Regions from separate parts of the Zea mays genome. Here region 1 is linked to region 2. A link is a contact called in public Hi-C data. All regions are on one chromosome and are shown on one strand. The core of a region is the stretch at or near the end of the contact, and the rest is flanking DNA. Distances in the headings are between cores, read along the strand shown.

The links. A called contact is a pair of places that touch in the nucleus more often than the background predicts.
Region 1: a Hi-C map of bundle sheath shows a contact between it and region 2, with 7 times the contacts expected there. The contact joins the enhancer-like site here to the promoter of LOC100276809 in region 2. A contact is called at or near these places in 17 of 25 Hi-C or Micro-C datasets (bundle sheath, ear, endosperm and 5 more) and 2 of 3 datasets of contacts at active chromatin or transcription factors (leaf and seedling).

The regions. Positions count from the first base shown.
Region 1 is chr7:164,683,882-164,686,581 of Zm-B73-REFERENCE-NAM-5.0, reverse strand. No RefSeq gene overlaps it. Among protein-coding and RNA genes, the nearest start is that of LOC103633272, 4.9 kb to the left of the region's middle. Within about 2 kb of position 1,436, at least 20 of the 20 cell types and tissues checked have an H3K27ac peak or open chromatin away from gene starts, as enhancers often do. A contact at or near this core is called in bundle sheath, ear, endosperm and 5 more, where this site is marked.
Region 2 is chr7:164,601,859-164,604,730 of Zm-B73-REFERENCE-NAM-5.0, reverse strand. It overlaps LOC100276809, which reads left to right and starts at 1,616. Exons shown (of 2, transcript NM_001152302.2): 1 at 1,616-1,959. The coding sequence starts at 1,673.

The DNA of each region.
Region 1 (2,700 bases), core at 187-2,686, 82 kb before region 2:
ATCCTAAGCTAGGGGGACGACAGCTTTTGCATGGTTGGAGGACCCAAAAAAAGAAGGGACCGATATTGCTTGCTTGCTTGTGAAGGGAGCAAAATCAAATTTAAACATGCTGCATGTCTTCCCTAGCTAGGGTGGCCCGTGTGGCCTGGCCGTACGTACGTTCTTCCCAAAGTTTGGAGCAGTGGAGCAGAAAGAAAGGAACACGACAAGGGTCAAGAAGGATGGGCAAACCGTCGGAGCTGCAGCCGTCGGACCTTGTATGTATTGGCTGGCCCTGGCCGTACAAGTAGCTGCACCGTAGCGGCGGGTAGTGGCTTTGAGATTCTCATCGCAAGCTTGCATTGCAGGTGACGTAAATAAAGTGGCCCGTCCGCGCCATGCCCATGCAGATAGACGGGCATAGGAACTCGAGATCCAGACAGAGCGGTGACTGCCAATGGGTTCTCGGTAATGACAATTTTAATCCGTAAATCTGAAATCCAACGGGTACCCATGTGAAGAATTTGACCCACGGATGTAATCTATCCGATCTTAAAGTTTCGCAGGTGTGGCATATGCTTTTCACTGGCCGGTTGACATGAACCTTGAGGGCCTGTATGTGGGGGAGGCCCAAGATGGTCGGTGCCAGGGTTCGAATAAGCTCATGGCGCAAGATATCTAGAGGCCTGTTTGTTTTAGCCTTTTTTTTCTGACAAACTATTCTAAGAATCAGCTGTAGAGAGAATTTGAGTATCGTAGAGATTATATACGAAGGAAGATAAACAGATCTATAGGATTTAGGATCTAGAAAGTGGTGAATTACTACTAACACGACGACTCGACTGATTATATATTCACGTTGATTTAGTATAATTTTCACCAAAACGATTCTCACAAAAACGGATTGAAAACCGAACTGTTTGTCAGCTCGCATCAGCTTCTGACGGCCAAAAGGTGGAAATAAGCACAAACAAACACCACCTAGATCGATCGATCCCTGACCGATTGTTCAAATAAGCTCAAACCGACGTTCTCCTTCTTAATCTCATGTTTACTCATTTATATTTAAAATTTGCATTGCAACAATCAGTGATGAGCTACTGAATTTAATGACTAGTATATATAGCATATCTTTTTTTTTATCTCAAAGCAGAAAACTTATCTCCAGAAAAGTTGGTTACATTAATGAAAAATCAGTCCAGAATGATACTAGAAATCAAACGCGTTGGTTTGTGCGACTGTGCCGGCCGCTCCTCAGGTCAGTCAAACGCCAAATGTCACGCAGCTCGGCAGCGGCGGCGGCGGCGGCGGCGGCGGCGGCAGCAGCATGCGTCGTCCGCATGCTTTGTCACTAGTCGTTAGAGCAAGGAAAAGGAAGCTGGCACTAGCTAGGCCACATTAGTCGTTTAGGCAAGAATTAGGCCCATCTTGGTGCAATGTGTATTCCTACTTTCAATCCTTTATGGGCTGCCTGCCCCGTGCATTACCAAAGCCCGCCCGCTGTTCCTCCTCTTACTTATCGTCTGGCCTGGCTGGCTTCTCGTTGCCCAGTCGGCCCGGCCCACCAACAGGAGATTTGCATGCGTGCATTTTTCGTCGCCAAGGACACTGATGGATCATGCTGCTGCCGGAGCTTCAAGACAGGACTAGCAAGATTCAGCCAGCCCCACTAGGATTACTGGAGCTAGGAGTCATGGGAATCCTGCAGGGGGCACTGCCACTGCCGTGACCACGAGGCTGCAGCTCGCCAGCTCCCGGATGCTGCTCAGCGCCTCGTCGCCGTCCTCTCATCCTCTGCAGCTGCAACTGCAACTGCAACTGCAAGCGAAGTAACCTGCGGTTGACCATCGTCTCCAGTGAGTCCAGGTACGTTCAGCTTCACAAACCAACCTCCTGCAGCTGTGCCACTGCACATGCCGGCGGACGGCGGGCGTCCTATACTACTACTCCTATCTATGATAGCTCAGTAGTGGCAGACTACGGGATCGTATCATATCATATCTTCCTGCGACGATCTCAAACGGAAAAAGGGCCCGAGCCGAGCCGAGCCTGCCTACCTGAAAAGGGCGTTGAAGAGGACCCGGCCGGCTGCGGAAAGAGGACGACGCACGCCTCTCGTTTTCGCAAGGATACCCATCTCACCGGCTGATTCTGCTGCCTGCTATGTCTATGCATGTGCCTGGCTGGGATTTGAGCTGAACCCGTTCGAGACAGATCAATCGGCATCGGCAGCGAGTGATTCGCCTCGGCTTTGGTTCCGTGGTCTCTCCCTCGCCACGCGCCTTCTTTGGAGAGGCCAGCCAAGGCCGCCGTGACGGGGCGAGGCGAAAAGGTGGCTAATGATGAGCGTGGTGTGGACGAGCACTACACTACGACTTCCTCTCCGTCGTCGTGCTCCTCAGACTTCAGTGGTCTATCACCAGCAGTCCCTCGCTCTTTGCTTTGCTTTGCTTCATCGGTCGAGCGCACTGAGATGCGGACGCTACTAATGGTGTTCGTTGCATCTTGCGCGCCTGTAAACAGCTACTACTATTAGATTAATAAAACGTGTTCATTCCCCCAACCACCCACCCATTTTCCTCATCATTGGACTCTGGAAAAACCAACAAAGACGACAACTCTGTTTCAGGTTTCTGTACAAGTAGTTAGCCAATATGCTAACTAGACCTTGTTTGGATGCATCCAGTTTTTAAAAAATCGGTTTATATAAATTGAGCTGGT
Region 2 (2,872 bases), core at 367-2,866:
GCACGCAGCGACAATTTACTCGTCGGTCCAGGGACCCCCCCCCCCCCGGGGTCGAAACGCCGACAAGGGTATTACGCTCCAGCGGCCTGAACCACTCTAAACCCTTGTGTGTTCTTGTGTTCATCGATCACCTAGTAGACAGGCAAAACGCTTAGGCCCCTCCTCATCTTAGGATTTAGGGCGGGTGCGTTCCGCCACCCGGCCGAAGAATTTCCTCTCCGACAGGTGCTTATATAATCCATAAGCTGAATTATATAATCTTGGAAGGAAACAAATATGGCCTTATAGGCCCCGTTTGTTTACCCTCTAGATTATATAATCTAGCTTAAATAAGTTAAGAGACAAACAAACAACACAAATTATTAGATGTATTATATAATTTAGATACCTAGATTATGATAATGCATAAGCAGCTCATAAGGTACTTATATAATCTATAAACTAGATTATATAAGGGTTGATTTGGTGGCCAGGGATCACGATGGGATCTATATGGAAGGAATTCCCCTGCTATTCATAATTGAATAGTAAAGGGATTCCTCTCCTATGAATCCCGTCGGATTCCTCTCCTACGAATCCCCTCGTAATACCTGGTCACCAAACCAACCCTAAGGAAACAAACATCACCCTAGTCTGGCTAATTTTCTTAGTGATTATGGTCCCACTATTTTGTGGGATCCTGAGCGTCATCGTCTCATCATTCTACATAAACAGGTGTATGCGTGTAGTTTCGCCTGTTCGCTTGACTTTAATCCGTATCAGTTGCTTTTATAGTGTTTTTTCTCTATAAATTGCAGTAATCCAAACAGCTGGCTCCACCAGTGCGCTGATACTCTTTATTAGTGGGGAAAAGGTGCATTTGCCAAATCAAATCCTTGCCGTGTTGAGGCTTTGTACCTGTGCAGTTATTTTTATAAAACCCCGCGTAGTGTATATCGTCTCCTCCAACTCATTACACATATTTCCTTACGTGACGCAGGTAGAAAAAAAATGGTCTGAACTAAAGTGTTATAGTATATGAGACTGTTCTACATTATAATGTGTATATTTTAAATTTTAGTGGGCTCCGGTAAAGTTCTATGTGCTCAGGAGCGGTATGAAGGCTTGGGCCCTAACCATTGCACCACATGTGAATTTAGGATGGTCTGAACTAAAGTGCTCTATGTGCTAACTCTGTCACTTGTATTCTTTACATTTGAAGCTTGTTTGTATAAATCCATTCCTCATGTGAATTGCAGTAGATTGAGTAGGATTGATGAGTGAAAATCTTCACCACTTACGTTCCAAATCAAATCCATATACTCCCTACGTCCCAAAATATTAGCCGATAATAATAAATCTAGACATATAAATAAGATATATATTAATTATTGTATAAATCTATTAAAAATATAAAACAACGATTTTTAATTTCGGACGGAGGAGTACTATATATTGAGAGGAAATCGGTTTATCCAATCAGCCCCGGCCCGGCTTGAGCTGGGGGAGTATATATTAACTAAAGAAGAAGGGCATTTTAGTCATTTGCAGTCGCAACTAACAAGCAACAAGTGGTGCACACATCCGCAGCCGCCAACTACAAAATGCCCGTGAGGCAGATCAGCTGCCCACTCGAACGGTAAAGCAAAAACCTGCAGGCAAGCTAGCTAGCCACGCGCACGCAGATCAGCAGATGAAGCTGTTCGCCTTCGTGAGGCGCGCGCGCCGGCCGCCGCCGACGGCGCCCGACGACGACACAGCCACAGCCGCCGCCGCTGCGACCACGGAGAAGCGGCGCCGGAGGCTGTCCTCGTCTTCGTCGTCGGGGTCGGCGTGGAAGCCGACGCTGGGCGCCATCTCCGAGGACGCCGCCATGACGTCCGCGCCCGTGGCGCAGGCGAAGGCAGCAGCGGCGCCGGCCAGGGCCAAGGCGAGGTCGCCTCGCCGTGCCACCCGGGCGGCCGGCTACGACGACTTCCGGTGAGTTCCTTGGTGGGTGCCGTGCGTGCGTGCGGGGGCGAGCCGGCTAGGCAGAGCAGGAGAGGGGACGCGTGGACGTTGCGTGTCACCGCCGAGTGGACCCTTCGATGCGTTTCTGTGGGCCCAGGCTAGGGTAGCGTTTGCGCACACGTTTCTACGTGGAGTGATGACCTTCCAGTTCCAGGTTAGGAAGAAGATGGTGACCTTATAGTTGATCAACATCAACTCGCGCGCGGCACCTAATTTTTAGTTGGATTGGGTGCTTCTCAAAAGTCAACTAGAGATCTGGCGCACACGAGGGAGATCGAGGCCCTCTCGAATCGATCGATCGGGTCAAACCTACTTTTTGGTACGTAGCTTACGGGAGCATGCATCGCATCAGTCAACTTGTTGATCTTGCAAATTGCACGTCTCAGTCTCTTTATTCACGAGTCACCCGTAGTGTCACTCATTTCCAAGCTGAATATATATATGATTTTTGAACGTAAACCTCGGGCACCTTGCGTTTGTATTAAACAAAAACAGAGGGGAATGGATACTGTAAGATTTACTCCATACCCATCTTCCAAATGAAAACATGGGGCTAAATAAGCTTCCAAATTGATTACTCCATACCTCGAGCACCTAACATTCAGGATTTTGAACGTACGGGTCATCGTACGTTTTTACCATAGCCAAATAAGCTTCCAAAATGAACAGTAGCCACAGCAGGTGGTATGAGGAGCAAGCAGGTGCAGTGCAATCCCTAGCAAAAGGACACTTATCTTTACAGTATTATGTAAAACATGCATGGGACTGACAGTGACTATGGACCCCGATATCCATGGGTTATCCTACACGGCGGACGCCGGACAAGCTCGCGATCCTTATCTGAATCCAGGGCGATGGGGTCTAGTCTCTACTTTTTTTATCG